5 separate regions of the Sus scrofa genome follow, and regions 1, 2, 4 and 5 are each linked to region 3. Evidence: chromatin contacts called from public Hi-C and promoter capture Hi-C data. All regions are on one chromosome and are shown on one strand. The core of a region is the stretch at or near the end of the contact, and the rest is flanking DNA. Distances in the headings are between cores, read along the strand shown. Region 1 holds the start of PRPF6 (pre-mRNA-processing factor 6). Region 2 holds the start of GID8 (glucose-induced degradation protein 8 homolog). Region 3 holds the start of PPDPF (pancreatic progenitor cell differentiation and proliferation factor). Region 4 holds the start of RGS19 (regulator of G-protein signaling 19). Region 5 holds the start of TCFL5 (transcription factor-like 5 protein).

Region 1 (3,676 bases), core at 388-2,887, 280 kb after region 3:
AGCTTGGTCCTCAGCTCCGTGAACATGGGGCCCGCGGGTCCCCCGCCTGTGCACACGCCCCTCGCCGGGCGCAGGGCGGCCCGTGTGGCCGGCGGGGAACGCGCGCCGCCGCCCCGCCCCAACCGGCCCCGCGCCCGAGCCGGTCCCCGCGCCCGGCGAGTCTGCGCGGCGAGGCACCTGCCGCTGAGCCCTGAGAGCCGGGCGCGCTCCGGGAACTCGGAGGTGTGTCGGCGGCGCGCGGATCTGCGTATGCGAACGGTGCCTGCCAGGGCACGGGCCGGCAGTGCGCACCTGGGCGTGCAAGGACAAGGGACTCTGTGCACCGGCAGGAGATCCAGAGGTCTGCAGGAGCATCTGAGTCAGGGACATAAGAGTGCGTGTGTGGAGGGGAGAGGGTAGTGTACCTGCTCCGGGGAGCTTCTGTCCACTGGGGGCCAGGTCAAGGGCCAGACCTAACCCATTCTCCTATGTCAGTTTACTTATTCCTTTATTCACGTCATCTCCAGACCTCTCCAGTGGTCTCCCTGTCCAACGGGCACTCGTTTCCCCAGAGAAGTCAGTTCGACCCTTTCTTATTCCCCACAACACCGCAAACTTCTGGAGGACAGCAGGGTCTCTCCCCTCCCCTCTGGAGACCCAGAATCTGACTCAGCGTCCAGGGCGTGGTGCTGAAAGGGATTCGGCTGGGGGCAAGGAGGAGGGAGAAACTCTGAGAAGGCTGCAGCAGGCAGGAGAGCTATGTTTGCTCCAGGACCCCAGTGAGAAAGGTTAGGGTGGGCTGGGGGCTGCCTGGTCCAGCAGAAGGCTAAACATGTGGCCAGCTTTTTGCTTGCTTTGCCTAGAGCCTGAGGGCTCTCCCCAGGTGAATGTGGGGGCCAGAGGATGTCCCACAGCCACCTCAGCAAACGTGCACATGGACACACAGACATGTATGCCAAGGACGGTCATGCATATTCACCTAAAATATGAGCACAGGTGGCTTGACTTGCACCTGTGCCCACGGACACACGGAATTCACCCACATGCTGTGACCACTCATGCCCGCATACTAACTTGTCCTGGTGCATTTATTTATGCTCATCAATTAGCTCCCTAGGATCTGGGCTCCCACCCTCACCAGAAGCACCTGAATGTTCAGGGTATGGTGGGGGTGGGGGCCTGTACAGGTACCGGCGCTGCCGGATCGGGTCCAGAAATCTGAGCGCGGAGAGCCAGGGAAGCAGTCTGCACCCGGGGACACGCGATCACAACACATACACTCCGCATAAGCTCTACACAACTGGCTGGGTGTGCAGCCCCCGGAGCTGTGTTAGGCCCTGCCCCGGGGCCAGGGCGACTGGGCGGGGGGCAGGGAGGGCGGATCCGGGAGGCGGGGGACCCATAGGTCCTGCCCATACAGGCAGGTATCGGAAATGCATCGAGTACACGCAGTTAGCAGGGCCGCCCCGGCTCAAGGTTTGAGGTTCCCCCGTGTGCAGACTGCTAATCGAGGGCTAATCGAGGGTGACACCGCCCGCCCGCCCGCAGCTACACGAGCAGGCGCCCCCCGCGCATGCGCCTATCGCGTCTCGGTCTCGGAGTCAAGGAGCCGCCGGAAGCGGGCGGAAGTCGCCTTTAGGGAACTTCCGGTCGGGGCCGCCGAGGTGGGCGGGGATCTGTCGGTTCGCGCGCTCTGCTTCCGGGGCGCGGGTGACGCGGGCGCGCGAGCTCTTCCTGCGGCGGCGCTTCGGTCGTCTGTCGTCTTTGGCCTCCGGCCGCAGCCTCCGTCCTTTCCCTTCCCGGCCGTCGGCGTCACAGCCGCGATGAACAAGAAGAAGAAGCCGTTCTTGGGCATGCCCGCTCCGCTCGGCTACGTGCCCGGGCTGGGCCGGGGGTGAGGCCTGGGGCGGGCCGCGCGCTGGGGTGGAGCCCCGGGCGGGACCGTGGTCGCGTCGCGACTGCCCACACGTCTCAGTGAGGCGGCGGGTCGGGGCGGGGAGGACGAGAGCAGCGGTGGCGCAGGGTTGGCCAGGTCTTTGTGGGAAGAACGGCGTCCTGGGTTCGGACAGACCCGAGCGAGGCTGCCTCCCCAGGAGACGGGACACCGGGGCGCTCTGAGCCCGGTGTTTGTGCTGAGAGGCGGGTGGTAACGCCGTCTTGCGAGTGTGCAGTGCTTGTAGTTGAGCACCGTGGCTACTACCCCCCAGGCCAGGCATCGCCCCCCCCCAACCCCTGCCTTGAACGGGACTGATTCCCCCACCGTCCGGCCGGGGTCCTCTGTGTGCTCGCTCAGGGTTGCTCGTTCTTCCGCTGCGGTGTCGGTGGTCACAGTACTGCCTGTTCAGAGTCAGCTCTCCGCGGGCAGGGGTGGCATCTGTGAGGCTTGTGACTGGGTCCCCTAGATCAGATGACGGCCGTTTATTGCTGAGGAATTGAGCAGTTATTATCTTCTTTTGTGGTTTGATGACTGTCTTCAGTGTTGTTTTTGGGTTGCTTTTTCTTATTTCTGTGTGTATCTCTTGTAGATTTTTGGTTTGCAGTTACCGTGAAGTTTTGATATAGGAGTCTTTGTATACACAGGGTTGTTGTAAGCTGTTGGTCTCTTCATTGCCAGTGCATCCCCAGCATCCTGCCTTTGTACCCTCCTCTGCTCCCGATTTCTGGGTTTGGTGGCCTGTTTGTGTGTGGCTGACCTTCTCCCTTTCTCACGTGTTTGTCTTTGCCGGTGAGCCCCGTCACTCGTCATAGTTTTGTTTCTGGTTATGGTCTCCTTCTACCTAGAGAGGTTCCTTTAGTATTCGTTGTAAAGCTGGTTTAGTGGTGCTGAATTCTCTTAGCTTTTGCTTGCCTGTAAAGCTTTCGTTTCCTCCTTCAAATCTGAATGAGAGCCTTGCTGCGTAGAGGCTGCGGTCGGAGCTGTGTTGAAGCTAGGGAAGCTCCATGCAGGGGGGTAGCTTGCTTCCTAACGAGATGGGATGGGAGTCATGGTCTCAGGAGCATGGGTTCTGGGGGGAGACCCTGTAGAGCTTGGAGGCGGGTGGGAGGGAGAGGGAGGCCGAGCCAATGCCATGGTGCCTGGGACGGCACTGCCACCACCCGCTGAAACAGCCCAGAGCTGCCGCTGCAGGGCCGGTGCGGAAGGGGAGCTCTGCCTGGGCCGAGCTGCGTTGGAAGGCCCGGGTGGAGTGGGAGAGGGAGATGCCTAGCAGGTGTTGGGAATGGGAGGCTGGTGCCCTGGCGAAGCCCTCTCCCGGAGAACGGGGGTGGCAGGAGAGAGCCTTGGTAGCCTCCTCAGCTTCCTGTCCTGAAGCGGACGGACGGCGACGTTGGAGAGCACGGCTGTGTGGGGTTCCCTGCACACACGGCACTGTGGGGAGTTCACGGGATCTTTGGAGGTTTCCCAGAGCAGTTGGAAAAGTAGGTGTCATCAGGTGACGCCTGTGGAGGGAAAAGCACAGAAACAAGGCCACTCAGATAAGTGGGCGTCTTGGGGTCTCCTGCAGTGCCACTGGCTTCACCACCCGGTCAGACATTGGGCCTGCCCGGGATGCCAATGATCCCGTGGATGACCGCCACGCGCCCCCGGGCAAGAGGACCGTCGGGGACCAGATGAAGAAGAGCCAGGCCGCAGATGACGACGATGAGGATCTGAATGACACCAACTATGATGAGGTGACTGGGGCTCCCTGGCCAGTGT
Region 2 (3,277 bases), core at 47-2,546, 360 kb before region 3:
GGGGGCGCAGGACCTGGGGAGAGCGGCCGCTAACCTATGACCCACAGAGAAGGCCCCCTGAACCCTTTTTAGGGGCTGGAACGTTCTGTCTCCTCAGGGCACCGGCATGTGCTCGTGCACCCTTGAAATAATTTTTAAAGTCTGCACCTCTCACTACTGAGCTGACAGCGAAGGTTGTTTACAGGATTGAGTCTCTGAAAAGAATGGAATCGCACGTCTGTCAGGCATTTACATCTGCACTTTAAACAGATTTGTGCCAAAGCTTTGAACCTGCAAATGTAGCTCATTCGACGAACGGAAATAATCTACAATTCGTCCTCCCTGTCAAACCTATTTGCCAAATAGCTCTCTGTGCAAGAAGCCCCACACCACCTCCACGTTTCTTAGGTGACTCTAGAGCAACCACACCAACCCTCCAGCCTCTGACTGCAGGAGGACGGCGGATTTCATCCGATGGAATAAAGGGCTGCCCCCTCAATTTCCTTCCTGAAAGAGTTCTAACATCTTTTCACTTTACTCTCCAGTAACGAGAAAACGAGGCCCTGCTCTGACCAAGTCTGCACTTTGCTCCAGCAGACGGACGAAAACAACCAAATGAAGGTGCCTTTCTGCACCTCCACGAGCACCAGGTCCGGCCACGGCGCAGGGGGACCCTCCGCTCTCCCGGCCCCCGTGGCACATGCTGCAGCCTTCGCCCAACCCCAGCGCGGCTAAGGGAGCCCGGGCGGGAAAGACCCCCGGGCCCCGGGCCGCAGGGCCCCCGGGCGGGAGGCTCCCTGAGGGCAGGCCCGTTCCGGGTGAGTCATCCGGCAGCGAGCGGCTGCACGCTCTCGGCCGCGGCCGCGTGGCCCCCGAGCCCGCCCCAACCGTCGGAGCGGAGACCTCCCGCCGGCCGCGCTCGGGCGGCGGCTCCTCCCCGGCCTGCGCGAAGGCAGGCGCCCGGCCAGGAGGAACCCTGCCTCGGGCCTGCGCGGAGCACCGGCGCCTGCCCCCCGCTCCCGCCCATGCCCGCGGGCTCACACCAAAGACGGAAGGACGCTGGAACCTTCGCCTCCGACTCAGTCTAGATGTCGCCGTCCCGACGCAAAGTTGCCCCACAACGACACCTCCGCGGCAGCCATCTTACCCAGAAGCGGCCGACGCCTTTTGACTCTCGCGCCAATCCGTAGAGCGAGGGCGCCGCGAGGGGAGTTCTGCGCAAGGGCGGAAGCTGGGGTTCCGCGCTTCCGGTGGGCCGCTTCGCCCCGCCCCCCCTTCGGGAGCACTTGATTGGCTGCCGGCTCTCGAGCTGGCGATCTCGCGGGAAGTGGCTGAGGGGGCGGCCGCCGGTGCGTCTGCCCTCCCGTTCCCCGCCCCCGCCTCCGCCGCGGCCCCCGCCTCCACCTCCCCCTCCCCGGCGTCGCCGCCCCCTCCCCGCCCAGCCCGGCCCCCCGCGCGGCCGCGAAGACCCCCCCCCCGAAGCGCGGCAGGCGGGATCCGAACGGTAAGATGGCCGCGGCGGGCCCGGGCGGTCGGGCCCAGCGTTCCCGCGGGAGCGCGGCGGGGCGGGGGCGGGGAGCGGAGGGCCCCGGGAGGGGAGGGGCCGGGCCGGGGTCGGGGCCGGGGAGGACGGGCGCGGGGCGGGAGAGGGGAGAGGGGCCGGAGAGGGGGTTGGGCCGGGGCGTCCCGCGCCAGGGCCTTCCGGGTCGAAGGTCCGAGCAGGACCGAATCGGGCCGCGTTCTCGCGGGAGGCGGCGCTCGCAGGGTTTGCGAGTCAACCTGCCTCCCTCCTCGCTAGCCGCGGCGGAGCCCGGGTCCGGGATTCAGTGTGTGTTCCCGACCCGAGCGCCTTTCGAGGGAAGGCTGCAGCCTTGAGGGGCGGTCGCCTGCTGGGGTGATGGTTGTCGACACGGCGCACTTGTGTCGCAAGGGAACTGTTTGGACACAGAGCCGCTTCAGAGCGGAGGTCCAAGTGCTGAGGTCGGACGCTGCCGCTTGGGGAGCTGGGGTCCCGCGCCCTCGGAGCTGGGGTGGTTCCCGGGTCCGTTCTCCAGCGCTGTTACATCAGCTCTCGCTCTGTTGTCTGGGAGTCAGGGTTGGATCTGAGGGAGTTACGCCGCTGGTCGTGAAGTTGGCCGTAGCCGCGAGGGCTAGGTGTGCGCTGGAAGGACCGCAGCTCCCGCTTAGGTCTTCCTACAAGCTAAGTTTGCTTTCGCCGCGCCTCCTCCTCTGCTGATCCGAGTTGGGCACGGCGTCCCCGCTACCGAGGACTTGGTCTGGCGCCCCTCTGCTCCCCACGCCCACTCTCTCCCTGGGCAGCCTTGGCGGAATCCGGGCTTTCAGTCTTGGTGTGGCGCATGTTTCCCTAATGAATGCTTCCGGCGCTGAGCTCGGGACCTGTGATCCAGGTGCCGCCTTGACTCCTGCGGCGTGTGTAATAGGCAGCCCAAACTGGCCTGGCTCCTCAAACCTGTTCCTCTCCCAGTCCTTCCTCCTCACTTGCGGCTCCACGCGCCAGGGTCTCCCGGTCTCCATGGTCCTCATCGCATTGGTTCTGTTGTCCTTCCACGTGAGGTCCAGCAGCAGACACCTGGCTCGGTGTCCTCAGGTGGGCTCTGCCCTCTGGCTCTTGCATAGCTGCTCTTCCTTGTCCGGGTGGCCCCTGGCTCATCCTCCGGCTCAGCCCTCACCACCCACAGTCCTCCCACGTCTGCCGGGAAACCAGAGCGTCCTTTAGGCTTCATGTCTGGACGCAATTTCAGATGTACTTTGCTGGATGTAAGGTAATATCCGCAACACCTTTGTCAGTAACAGGGGTAAAACTGAAGTGGACTCACCGTCTGTCTCGAGAGCCTGCCTGCTGCTCCCAGGGACCCTCTCCCAGGGGTGACCGCCTCCCGAGGGTCATGTTTCAGGCCCTCACAACAACAACAAAGCAGTTTTGTTTGTGTGTGTGTGTGTGTGTGTGTATGGCTGAACACTTTCTTTTTCTCTTTACATCCTGACCTGCGGCCTGTGGAAGCTCCTGGGCTAGGGGTCGAGTTGGAGCCACAGCCACAGGCCTCCATAACGCCGGGTCCAGGCCACCGCAGCCTTCGGCAATGCCAGATCCTTCACCCATCCAGCGAGGCCAGGGATCAAACCTGCGTCCTCACGGACACTGTCAGGCTCTTAACCTGCTGCGTCACAACGGGAACTCCCCAGATGGTCTCTGTACAGTCTGAGCAATTCTAAGTTCTGAAACCAGTCTGTGCCAGGGTTTCGGAGCTGGGCCTGTGGTCCGGGAAGCACAGGATGT
Region 3 (3,193 bases), core at 118-2,617:
GAAGCTGCACTTCCCTGCCTGTTCCCCGGGCCACGCTGCTACCCAAGCCGGGTCACAGTTAGGAGGTCAGCGGCCTTGACCCCCACCCAGCCCGATAAAGGATCATGTCCCCCCCACCGCCGGGGCCTTGGTTTCTGAGCAAGTCAGCCTGCGGAACCTGGAGGGTCTTTGAGGGGACGAACTCAGGGAGGCTCGGCAGAGGGGGTTACAGGACCTTCCCGGTAGCTCCTCCCCCCAACCCGCTCAGATTTCCTGAGACCCTCCAACCACCAGGGACACAACTGCCCAGCAGCAAAGAGCCAAGGAGAGTCCAGTGAGACCTCCCCTCCCTGCAGAGGGGGCTTGGGGCCTGGAGGAGGCTGCTGGGGAGGGAGGCTGATTTTCCCGTTGGAAAGGAGGTTTTCCTGGTGGAAGAGCCAGGGTGTGGCAGGGCCCAGGCGCCACGGGGACCATTCTGGAGCTGCCCAGGCCAGGGGCTTCACTTCCAGCTCCTGGAGATCCCCAAACAGCTGCTCTTCACCGCACTTACCCATAGAAGTCATGCCCCTGCACCCAGCTTTCCCCACTCCCTCCCTCCCCCATCCCCCTTGCAAGCAGCTGGATGTGGGCAGGAGCCAAGAACCGGGAGCGGATTCTGGAACCCCCAGAGCTGTGAGGGGGGCGTGGGTGGGTCTGCAGTGACTTCCTTGAAGGGCTGGAAAGTCTGAGGCACACAGTTGGTTCAGGGTACCAGCCAGTGCCGACAGCTGGGCAAGGGCACCTGCCAGCGAGGGCCCACATCTGCCCGAAGGCTGGGGTCTCGCAGGCAGATGCCCTCCCACCTGTCCCGGGTGAGAGTGGGGCGAGCCCCATCCTGAGCAGAGAAAGCTGGAGCAGAGGGGCACTGCGGGGGCTGGGCCTGTGGGGCTGCGGACAACAGCAGAAACAGGCTGGAAGGGCAGGGGCCACGGTTCGGCATATGCTCCCTCCCTCCACGGAAAAAGCTGGAAAGGTGGAGACAGGCGGGGCCAGTAGGGAACCTGGGTCCAAAAGGATGGCCAGAGCCCAAGAAGGGGTCCAAGGGGTGGGAGGGAGGCAGGCCCTGCTCTGGGATTGGGGCGGGGGTCATTTAACCACTCCAGGCCAGGCTAGGCCAGACTCCGCTGTCTGGGCAGCCAAGGTCGGACCGGACGCCGCGCGGCTGGACTTCCTCCGAGGCGGGCCCGCGAGGGCCGGGCCCCGGGCCGGGGCGGGGCCAGGCTGAGCTTCGGGCGGGGTCTGATCGGCTCCGCCTGGGTCTTGGGCGGAGTCGGGGCCTGGCCGGGGGGCGGGCCCTCCTTGGGGCGGGGGCGGGGCCGGGGCCGGGGCGCCCCGCCCTCCGAGACGCGACCGCGGCACCGCCTTATAAGGGGCGGGCGGGGGGCGCGTCCGCGCGTGCGCGCCCCGCGCGTCTGAGTGTGGAGCGGCCGTCTGCGGTCTCCCGGGCAGATGGGTTCCGTGGCCTAGCGTCCCCGTCCCCGCCGTCCGTGATCGTGCGCCGAGGCCCGCGAGGGGTCGCCGCCGAGGTGAGGGCCTGGGCGGCGGCGCGTGGGTGGGGTCGAGCGGCCGGCCTGGGCGGCGGCGGGCGGACGGGAGGACGGACGGTCGGGCGGGGCGCGGGTGGGTAGGGGGCGACGGGCAGAGCCCGGAGCGGGGGTTAGGGGCGCGCCGGCCGCTTCCCGGACCCCCAGGTCGGAGGACCAGCGCACAAAGCGCCATTGTTGCCCAGCGCGGCCGGTTCGGGCTGGTTGGAGCCGCCCGCGCGGAGGGGGCGGTCCGGGAGTTCCGCCGCCCCGCCTCGGCTGGGTAAACAAACCCGGGCACGGGGCTGACCCTGGAGTCCGGGCGGGGCGGCTCTGCCCGGGTGGGGAGCGGCCTTCTCCAGGGGCAGCGGTGACCGGACGGACTCCCCGACCCCCGCGTGCGCAGGTTCCCAGCAGCCCCCAAGCAAGAGCATGGCAGCCATCCCCTCGAGCGGCTCGCTCGTGGCCACCCACGACTACTACCGCTGTAAGTAAGCCCCTTGCCCGCCCGCCCCCAAGTCCCACGTGGGCTGGCCCAGCCAGCTTGTGGTGCAGCCCAAGTTTCTTGAGAGCCCCTCTCTGGGTGCCACGTGCGCCGCCGTGGACCCCTGACCCTGGCCCTGTGCTACCAGCAATGCTAGCCCTTGGCCTGGTGGGCTGGGGGTGCTCAGTGCCCAGTGGAGCTGACCCGGCCTCCCTCTCCAGGCCGCCTGGGCTCCACTTCCAGTAACAGCTCCTGCGGCAGTGCCGAGTGCCCCGGAGAAGCCATCCCCCACCCCCCGGGTGAGTGCAGTTCTGCTCCCCTTTGTACTGGGGGACTGTTGGGGGAGTGGGCTGCAGCAGCCTGACCTCACTCTGCTTCTCTCAGGTCTCCCCAAAGCTGACCCGGGACACTGGTGGGCTAGCTTTTTTTTCGGGAAGCCCACGCTCCCACTCATGGCCACGGTGCTGGAGTCCCCGGGGCACTCGGAATCTGCCGGGGCCTCCACCCGCATGATCACCTGCGACCTGGCTCAGCAGCAGCCTGGCGGCCAGCCGGGCACACCCAACTGCAGGCCTCCCTCCTGAGAGGCCACCACCAGCTGCCAGGCTTCCTTCCAAGGCGCTAGGCTCCTCAGAGCCCCTCCCCTGCCCTCCCCTTCCTGAGACTCAAGAGCTGCAGCTGGAGGCAGCAGTTGGGTTCTTTAATTGAGAACAGCACACCACCAAAAAGAAAGTGAGAGAACCCCGCTCTTGACTATCCCAAGCCACATGAGAGCCTTTCGGACACGCCGTAACCCTGTGCCTTGCACCCAGTGGAAAATAAACACGGAGCAGCCAGCAGGCTGACCGGTGTGTGAGCTGTGTGCGTGCCCCTCCCCCCACGTGGGACGGATGAGTCCACCAACCCCTCAACCTTCTCGCCTCCCAGGCAGCAGGCAGCTGGCCCTACTCGCGGCCCACCTGAACCGGGGCCACCTCGGGTCTGGCCCCGGTTCAGGTGGGCAGGCAGCTCTGGTGCGCATGGAGCCTTGCGACTGAGAAGGGGTGGGGGGCCTTGCTGTTTTGGGGAGCCAGGGAGAGCAGGCAGCAAGGAGCTGGATCTGAAATCCCCAGGACAGCCAGGTCAGGTCCTCTAACTCCACAGGAGGCTCGGCCTCTGGCTCTGGGTT
Region 4 (3,257 bases), core at 476-2,975, 360 kb after region 3:
TCTGACGCCCCCACCCCTACCTCAAGGAACGGGCCACGCGCCCCACTCACCAGCGACCCAAAGGCGAGGTGGGGGCGGGAGGGGCCAGGTTCGCTCTGGGCCCCACCCTGGCTGCCGAAGGGGCGTGCACTGCAGCAGCAGGACTCAAGTCAGACGGCAGGAGGTCCTCCCGCGCGTTCCGGAGGGAGGCTGGCTCCAGGAGCCCCCGATCGGCTCGGGCCGGGGGCGCAGCGCCTCCCCTGCGACTCGCAGGGTTGAGAGGCTGCCAGATCCAACCGGGTGGGGGCGGGGGCAGACCGGGTGTCCCGCCTCGGCCCCTCCCCACCGGGCAGAGGGGGGGAGGCGGGAGACGCGGAAACCTGGGTTCTTCCGGCCCCCCCCTTTGAGCAATCACTTCCCCAGGCTTTGAGCTGCAGAAAAAGGGGAACCCGGTTGCAACGCCCCCTCCCCCACGCGCGGGGACCGGCCCCAGTCTCTCCGCGGCCCAGGGTCCACGTGGACCCCGGGGCGGGAGTCCTTGGGGTGCTGATCCGGGCGCGGGTTTCCCAGGCTCCCGCCCCGCACGGCCCCGGGGGCCCCGGGCGGGAGGGGCAGGGCCGCGGTCTCGGCGCCGCGCGCGCGCACACTCACCCGCCGCGCTCCCGAGCCGCTCGCGCCGCAGCCGCCGGCCAGCGCGCTCCGAGGTCCGGCCGGATCGTCGGGGAGCGGGCGCAGGGTGCAGTGCGCAGGCGCCTCGGCCGCACTTCCCCAAAGCGCGGGGCCGGGACTTCCTCGCGCGGGGAGGTGCCCGGCCCGGCCCGGCCCGCCCCGCCCGGCGCGCCCCGCCCCGCCCCGCGCTCGGCCGGCTCCGCGCCCCCCCCACAGCCCGGCGCGCGGCGCCCCCCCCCCCGCCCTCCCCGTGGCTGGGGGTGGCCGGGGGAGACGAGGTGCTGATGAGGGGGCCTCCGGCGTAGCTGGGGGTGTGGCCGTGCCCCCAGCTCGGCTCAGCGGAGCGGGTCCAGCTTTGCCGGTGCTGTGGGGCGTCCACGAGACTCCGGGGTCCCCCCAGGCCTCCTGCCCCGCTCGAGGAAGGGAGGGGCCGCCGGAAAGCACTGTCCGGCGGTCACTCCGGCCCGGCCCTCGCCTCTGACACTGGGTGTCCTCACCTGTGAACTGTCACGGGGCTGGAGGGGCCCTTCCCAAGGAAGGGGGTTCCCTGTCGCGGTGCCAGTGGGGACTGGGGGCACCGGTTCTTCTGCTGGGGGGATCCGAGGGGCCTGGCGGAGTCTCTTTCAATCCCTCCAGTTGCCCCAGGAGGTTCTGAAGTTTAAAGCCACACCCTCCCCTTTGCCACGAATGTCTGTCCCTTCTCTTGGGCCAACTCCCCTCCTGTTTTATGACCCCGTACAGCTGGGAGTTAAATTCCTTATCCCAGCATGCTTCAGGCTGGTGTCTGGGTGGCCCTGACCCCACTCTGGAAGTGGTCTGCAGACGGTCCGAGGCCAGGGGGACTCCGACCGAGTGCAGCTCCTGTCCCACTGCAGGCCCTCAGCCTGGCGCCCGGGGGCCCTGAGCAAACGCTGCGTTCCAGTTGCACGTTTACCTGCTCACGTTTTTCAGAGCACTTGGGGGTCTAAAGGGAAGCCCGATGTGCTGCTGATCCATCCGTCAAGTCTCTGGGTGCCCCCTTCGTGTCAGGCGGTGGGACCTGGTGGTGAGCAGGACAGACCAGCCCTGGAGTAGACAAGAAGTGGACTCGCAGACTGGGTGAGAGGTAAGGAGGGCTAAGGAGAGCCATAGCACAGGAGAGAGCTGCAGGAGTCCTGCATCCTGCTCAACAGAGGACGGAGCTGGAGCCCGAAGTACAGCAGGGCAGGGGCCTGGGAGGCCCAAAGCCCAGCTGCAGGAGAGTGCGGGGCCGGGGTCCTGGAGGCTGGGTGCCTCTTGAGGCTGTGAGCCTGGCTGATGGGACCAGGGAACCGCCTGGCTGCCACACTGACTGGCTGGCCAGGGCAGAGGCCAGAAGCCTGCCCAGAGGGGAGGTGGCTGCTTTTCTTTTTTTTGGTCTTTTTAGGGCGGCGCCTTCGGCATATGCAAGTTCCCAGGCTAGGGGTCGAATCAGAGCTGCAGCTGCTGGCTGACACCACAGCCACAGCAACTCCAGATCTGAGCTTTGTCTTCGACGTGCACCAGAGCTGACAGCAACCCACTGAGTGAGGCCAGGGATCGAACCTGTGTCCTCATGGATACTAGTCGGGTTCATTACCGCTGAGCCACAACCGGAACTCCTGAGGTGGCTGCTTCTTCTTTTTTCTTTTCTTTTCTTTCTTTTTTCTTTTTTTGTCTTTTTGCCTTTTCTAGGGCCGCTCCTGCGGCATATGGAGGTTCCTAGGCTAGGGGACGAATCGGAGCTGTAGCTGACAGCCTATGCCAGAGCCACAGCAACGTGGGATCCGAGTGCATCTGTGACCTACACTACAGCTCATAGCAATGCCAGATCCTTAATCCACTGAGCAAGGCCAGGGATCAAACCCACAACTCATGGTTCCCAGCCAGATTCCTTTCTGCTATGTCACAAAGGGAACTCCTGTGGCTGCTTCTTATTCAGCCTGGATAACAGTCCTGGGCAGTAGGACTACGATGTCAGGCCAGCGCTAAGTCAAGGTCACATAGCTATGCTGATTCTGCGGCGAAGGTGCCCCATGTGGCATCGCCACCCGCCTCCTGAGACCCGTGGGGCAGCTGGACGTGGGTGGGGTCAGCACACTCCTCTAGCATCTTGGGCCCCTCCTTGCACCCCCCTGCCCGCCCCCCTCCTTCCCAGTCCTCCCTACACTGTCCTTCCTCTGGCTGCTCTCCCATGTCTGCTGGCCACTTGGGTCTCTCCATCCCCCAGCCTCGGCCCCTCTGGGTCCTCTGTGCTCCCTCTGGAGAGTCTGCCGTATTCCGAGAGAAGAACCAAGTGGGCCCGGCAGGGGCTCATTCAAGGCTCTGCAGCAGGTACTGCTGGAGATGGCCTTCGGACCCAGGTTTGGGCGTGAGCTCCCCGCCCTGAGGATCTGCCCGATCCCGCACAGCCCCCAGTACACTGGGCTGTGGCCTACGTGCTTTGCCTTCCCAGAGCGGAAGCCTCCTCCGGGCCCTGCAGAAATGCCTTCCGCCACTTTCCCAGGACTTCCCTGCAGACCGAGGCGCCTTTGTGGGGCTTCATTCCTGGTACAGAGCAGGCTGTGAGGCCACCCTCTTGCCTGCTCTAGTGACCCCTCTCTTATGGAGCA
Region 5 (3,498 bases), core at 287-2,786, 420 kb before region 3:
GAAACACTGCCATCCCCACCACGCTCTAACGGCTAACAGTCCAGGTTCCAGGCAGGAAATCTGTGACAGTGCACGCCCCGGCGTCATCGTGGAAGTCGCTAGACACCTATCAACGGCGGTGCAGGGGACAAGTTCCAACTTCCTTCTCGCTCACACCGGAGGGCGGGGCTGTGTGTCATCTTTTAGTTACACCTCCCCTCCCATCACGCCTCTGACACCCATCTCTGGCTTTCTGGCCCTCCTCCAAAATCTGATGACGGCGGGCAAAATGGGAAAAAGCCGGGGTGTGGGCCAGAGGGAAAGCTGGGGAGACACCCCAGCGGGTGTCTGCGAGGAAGGAGGGCTGCCTGCTGGAGATCTGTCCTTCCGTCAGGCTGCATGTGTGTGCACAAGACAAGGTCAGCACAACCTGAGCCCCCGGAGCGGGAAGCAAGGGCCTCTCCGGACATCTAGGTGGGTGGTCCGGGGCAAAACCTTTGGCGCTCGGAGCATCGCTACACTTGTCTCAACTCATCTCCCTTCCAGACGCAGCGTGCACCCGAGGCCAAGGCTTTGGGGGCTGTGTGCAGGCGCTGCGAGCTTAGTATGGGCTCGCAGCGCCTGCGAACAGCACACGACCTCGGACCCGCCGAGGTCGGCTCCCTGTTAAGATGCAAGCCAGGAGACTGGCGGTCTCCGCATGGGACCCGGGGGTCGACACCCGCACCGAAGCCGGTGCTTCTCTGCACGGGACCCTGGTCCACACCCTGACCGAGGCGGCCGCTTCTCCGCACAGGACCCTGGTCTACACCCAGACCCGGCGGGATGCACCCACTTGTTGAGCGCCACGCCGGGCTCGGGGGGCTCGGCGCCGCGCGGGGCGGGCGGGGGCTCGGCGGGGATGCTGTTGAAGCGGTCCTCCAGGCGGACGCGCACTGCCGACTTGGCCCGCGCCTCGGGCGCGCCCTCCGCGTTCTCCTTGCCGGCGCCGTCGGGCGCCTTGGGCCGGGGTGCGCCCGGGCCCGGGCCGTCGGCGCCCGGCGTCTTCTCGGCGGCGGGGGGCGCGCCCGCCTCGCTCAGCAGCATCATGCGCAGCTCCTGGAAGTCGATGTGGCCCAGGCACGGGTTGGCGCCCGCGAAGCCGCCGTCGGCCAGCGCGGGCGGGCACAGCACGGGGTACACGGGCGCCGCGCCCCCCGTCGCCGCCGCCGCCGCCGCCGCGCCCCCCGCCGCCGCGAAGCCCCCGGCCGCCGCGCCCGGCGCCGCCGCCGCCAGGAAGGCCGAGTTGAGGCGCGTCTCGAGCTCGCCGTCGGCCGCCGCCGCCTCCATGTGCGAGTAGAGGATGTGCTGCAGCTGCGTGTACTCGATCTCCGTCATCTCCACCAGGCTCAGGTCGGTGGTCGTGAAGCTCAGCCCCGCCTCGCCCAGCGCCGCGTCCGCGCCCTCGGGGCCCGCCGGCCCGCCCGCCTGCGGCGGCTCCCGCGGCCCGGGGCCCGACATGCCGGCGCCAACGGCGGGGGGGCGCGCGGGCGGGCCGGCGGGGCCAGGCCGGGCGGGGCGGGGCGGGGGCGCGGAAACCGCCGGCCGCAGCGCGCCTGCGCCGCCCGCCCGCAACGGCAGCCCCTCCCCGGCGCGGCCCCGCCCCGCGGCCCGGCCGCGCCAACCGCCCGCCCCGCCCCCGCCGCGCCGGCCCCACCCCGGCTGCGCGCGCAGGTCGGGGGCGGGCGGGCGGCCCGAGTGGCCGCGCGAGGGCGCCCAGACCCGAGCGCCGCGGCCTCAAGCCGTGCCCCGCACCGCCCGGTCGGGTATCCGCGGGTCCAGGGTGGCGGGGCCGGCCTTCCGGGGCCCGGCCGGGGAGCAGGGCCCAGGCAGCAGGTGCATCTCTGCGTTCACGGAGCCACGGGGTGCTGTGCAGCGCCCCCTTCTCAGAGTGGCGGGAGCAGTAGGTGAGACAGCTGCCCCGCTCCAGGTGTGACAGGGCGCTCTGTACCTGGTGCAGAGGCAATCAAGGGAATGCACGTGTCGCACGGGCTCATCCCCGCGCAGGGCAAGCCACGCGGGATCAATGCACTCCTCAAACTCTGGCCGGCGAATTGAGTTGGAAAGCACATGCCACGTGGGTCCATCCATTGCAAGTGCGCCATTCAGTGGTCGTGTATCACAGCGCATCACATCCCACCAAAAGTGAAGTCACAGTGTCTCAGAACACTTCACCCAAAGAAATCTCACGCCCATTCAAGCTCTCCCTATGAATGGCATCATACAATAGGTGGGTCTTTAAAAGAGTCACTCCTGCAGGCTCAGAATAATTACTGCACCCACCTCTCACCCACACCCACATCTCAACCAGAAGGGAATGATGGCTTACAGGACAGCTGATTAATCATTTAGAAAAGAGTTAGCACTTTTCCCACCCCTAAGATAAAAATTAGTTTCAGGTAATTGCAATACCTAAATTTGAAAAGCAAAATTGGAGTTCCATTGTGGCTCAGCGGTAACGAAGCAATTAGTATCCATGAGGAAGCAGGTTGGATCCCTGGCCCCACTCAGTGGGTTAAGGATCTGGCGTGGCTGTGTCTGTGGTGCAGGCCAGCAGCTGCAGCTCCCGTTCAACCCCTAGCCTGGGAACCTCCATGTGCTGCACCTGCAGCCCTAAAAAGACAAAAAAAAAAAAAAAAAACCCAAAAAAACCTATAAGGGAAAAGAACATAAATACACACGGCACTGAATCACTGTTCTAAACACCTGAGGCTGACACCTGTAAATCAACTATACTTCAAGTTAAAAAAATAAATAAAAAGCAAGTTAAACAACTGCTAAATATACAGAACGATATTGATAAACTCTTTGAGAAAATTCTAAGCACGACACCATCACAGACCATAATGTGTGCAAAACTGCCCTGGGAATCTTGTTTAAAAGTAGGTTCTAAATCAGCAGGCCTGGGGGCGCCCAGAATCCCGCCGTTTTAAGGAGCCACCAGTTGACCCTGTGCTGCCGATCAGCAGACCCCCCACGTAGAGCAGCAGAACCACGGAGGACAGCGAGATGCAGTGTTTATAAGGGAAAATAGGAGTTCCCATTGCGGCTCATTGGGTTCAGGACCCCGCGGTGTCTTCCTGAGGATGCGGGTGGGCTCCCTGGCCTCCCTCAGGGGGTTAAGGATCTGGCATTGCCACCAGCTGCCAAAGTACGTTGCAGATGAGGCTCGGATCCCGCCTTGCTGTGGCTGTGGTGCAGGCCGGCAGCAGCAGCTCCCACTCAACCCCTAGCCTGGGAACGTCCATATGCCGCAGGTGCAGCTGCAAAAAGAAAAACGGGGAGAGAGAGAGAGAATAAAATCAAGATTATAACCAACCGGGCTTTTCCTTTACTGGAAATAAAGACTATTGGCACCTATATCGGGTTTTTTTGTTTCTTGATTTGGGTGGATTCCTTTCAGAGAGCAGTTTTTGAGCCCTCTTTTAATGAGACGTGAAACATGAGAGTGCTCTGGCTTTAGTGGGGCTTACTTTTAAA

What was found. Promoter capture Hi-C pulls out the DNA fragments that hold promoters and counts their contacts. Hi-C and Micro-C count contacts between places; a contact is called where the count stands out from the background.
Region 1: a contact with region 3 is called in a Hi-C map of liver, with 7 times the contacts expected there. The contact joins the promoter of PRPF6 here to the promoter of PPDPF in region 3. A contact is called at or near these places in 1 of 5 promoter capture datasets (liver), 4 of 47 Hi-C or Micro-C datasets (heart right ventricle, liver, retroperitoneal adipose tissue and 1 more) and 1 of 2 datasets of contacts at active chromatin or transcription factors (alveolar macrophages).
Region 2: a Hi-C map of liver shows a contact between it and region 3, with 6 times the contacts expected there. The contact joins the promoter of GID8 here to the promoter of PPDPF in region 3. A contact is called at or near these places in 1 of 5 promoter capture datasets (fetal skeletal muscle) and 1 of 47 Hi-C or Micro-C datasets (liver).
Region 4: a contact with region 3 is called in a Hi-C map of liver, with 2.4 times the contacts expected there. The contact joins the promoter of RGS19 here to the promoter of PPDPF in region 3. A contact is called at or near these places in 1 of 5 promoter capture datasets (liver), 3 of 47 Hi-C or Micro-C datasets (embryonic fibroblasts, heart right ventricle and liver) and 1 of 2 datasets of contacts at active chromatin or transcription factors (alveolar macrophages).
Region 5: a promoter capture Hi-C map of liver shows a contact between it and region 3, with 4 times the contacts expected there. The contact joins the promoter of TCFL5 here to the promoter of PPDPF in region 3. A contact is called at or near these places in 1 of 5 promoter capture datasets (liver) and 1 of 2 datasets of contacts at active chromatin or transcription factors (alveolar macrophages).

Annotation. Positions count from the first base shown.
Region 1 is chr17:62,813,872-62,817,547 of Sscrofa11.1, forward strand. PRPF6 (pre-mRNA-processing factor 6) reads left to right here and starts at 1,638. Exons shown (of 21, transcript XM_021077613.1): 1 at 1,638-1,873; 2 at 3,483-3,651. The coding sequence starts at 1,803. SAMD10 (sterile alpha motif domain-containing protein 10) reads right to left here and starts at 122. Exons shown (of 5, transcript XM_021077668.1): 1 at 1-122. The coding sequence starts at 26.
Region 2 is chr17:62,172,926-62,176,202 of Sscrofa11.1, forward strand. It overlaps GID8 (glucose-induced degradation protein 8 homolog), which reads left to right and starts at 1,297. Exons shown (of 5, transcript XM_021078239.1): 1 at 1,297-1,483. It overlaps DIDO1 (death-inducer obliterator 1), which reads right to left and starts at 1,170. Exons shown (of 18, transcript XM_021078224.1): 1 at 1,021-1,170.
Region 3 is chr17:62,536,143-62,539,335 of Sscrofa11.1, forward strand. It overlaps PPDPF (pancreatic progenitor cell differentiation and proliferation factor), which reads left to right and starts at 1,368. Exons shown (of 4, transcript XM_021077704.1): 1 at 1,368-1,544; 2 at 1,948-2,028; 3 at 2,247-2,324; 4 at 2,410-2,870. The coding sequence starts at 1,974. The coding sequence ends at 2,609. It overlaps PTK6 (protein-tyrosine kinase 6), which reads right to left. Exons shown (of 7, transcript XM_021077703.1): 7 at 2,711-3,193.
Region 4 is chr17:62,894,424-62,897,680 of Sscrofa11.1, forward strand. It overlaps RGS19 (regulator of G-protein signaling 19), which reads right to left and starts at 1,726. Exons shown (of 6, transcript XM_021077657.1): 1 at 1,583-1,726.
Region 5 is chr17:62,114,133-62,117,630 of Sscrofa11.1, forward strand. It overlaps TCFL5 (transcription factor-like 5 protein), which reads right to left and starts at 1,537. Exons shown (of 7, transcript XR_002340122.1): 1 at 815-1,537.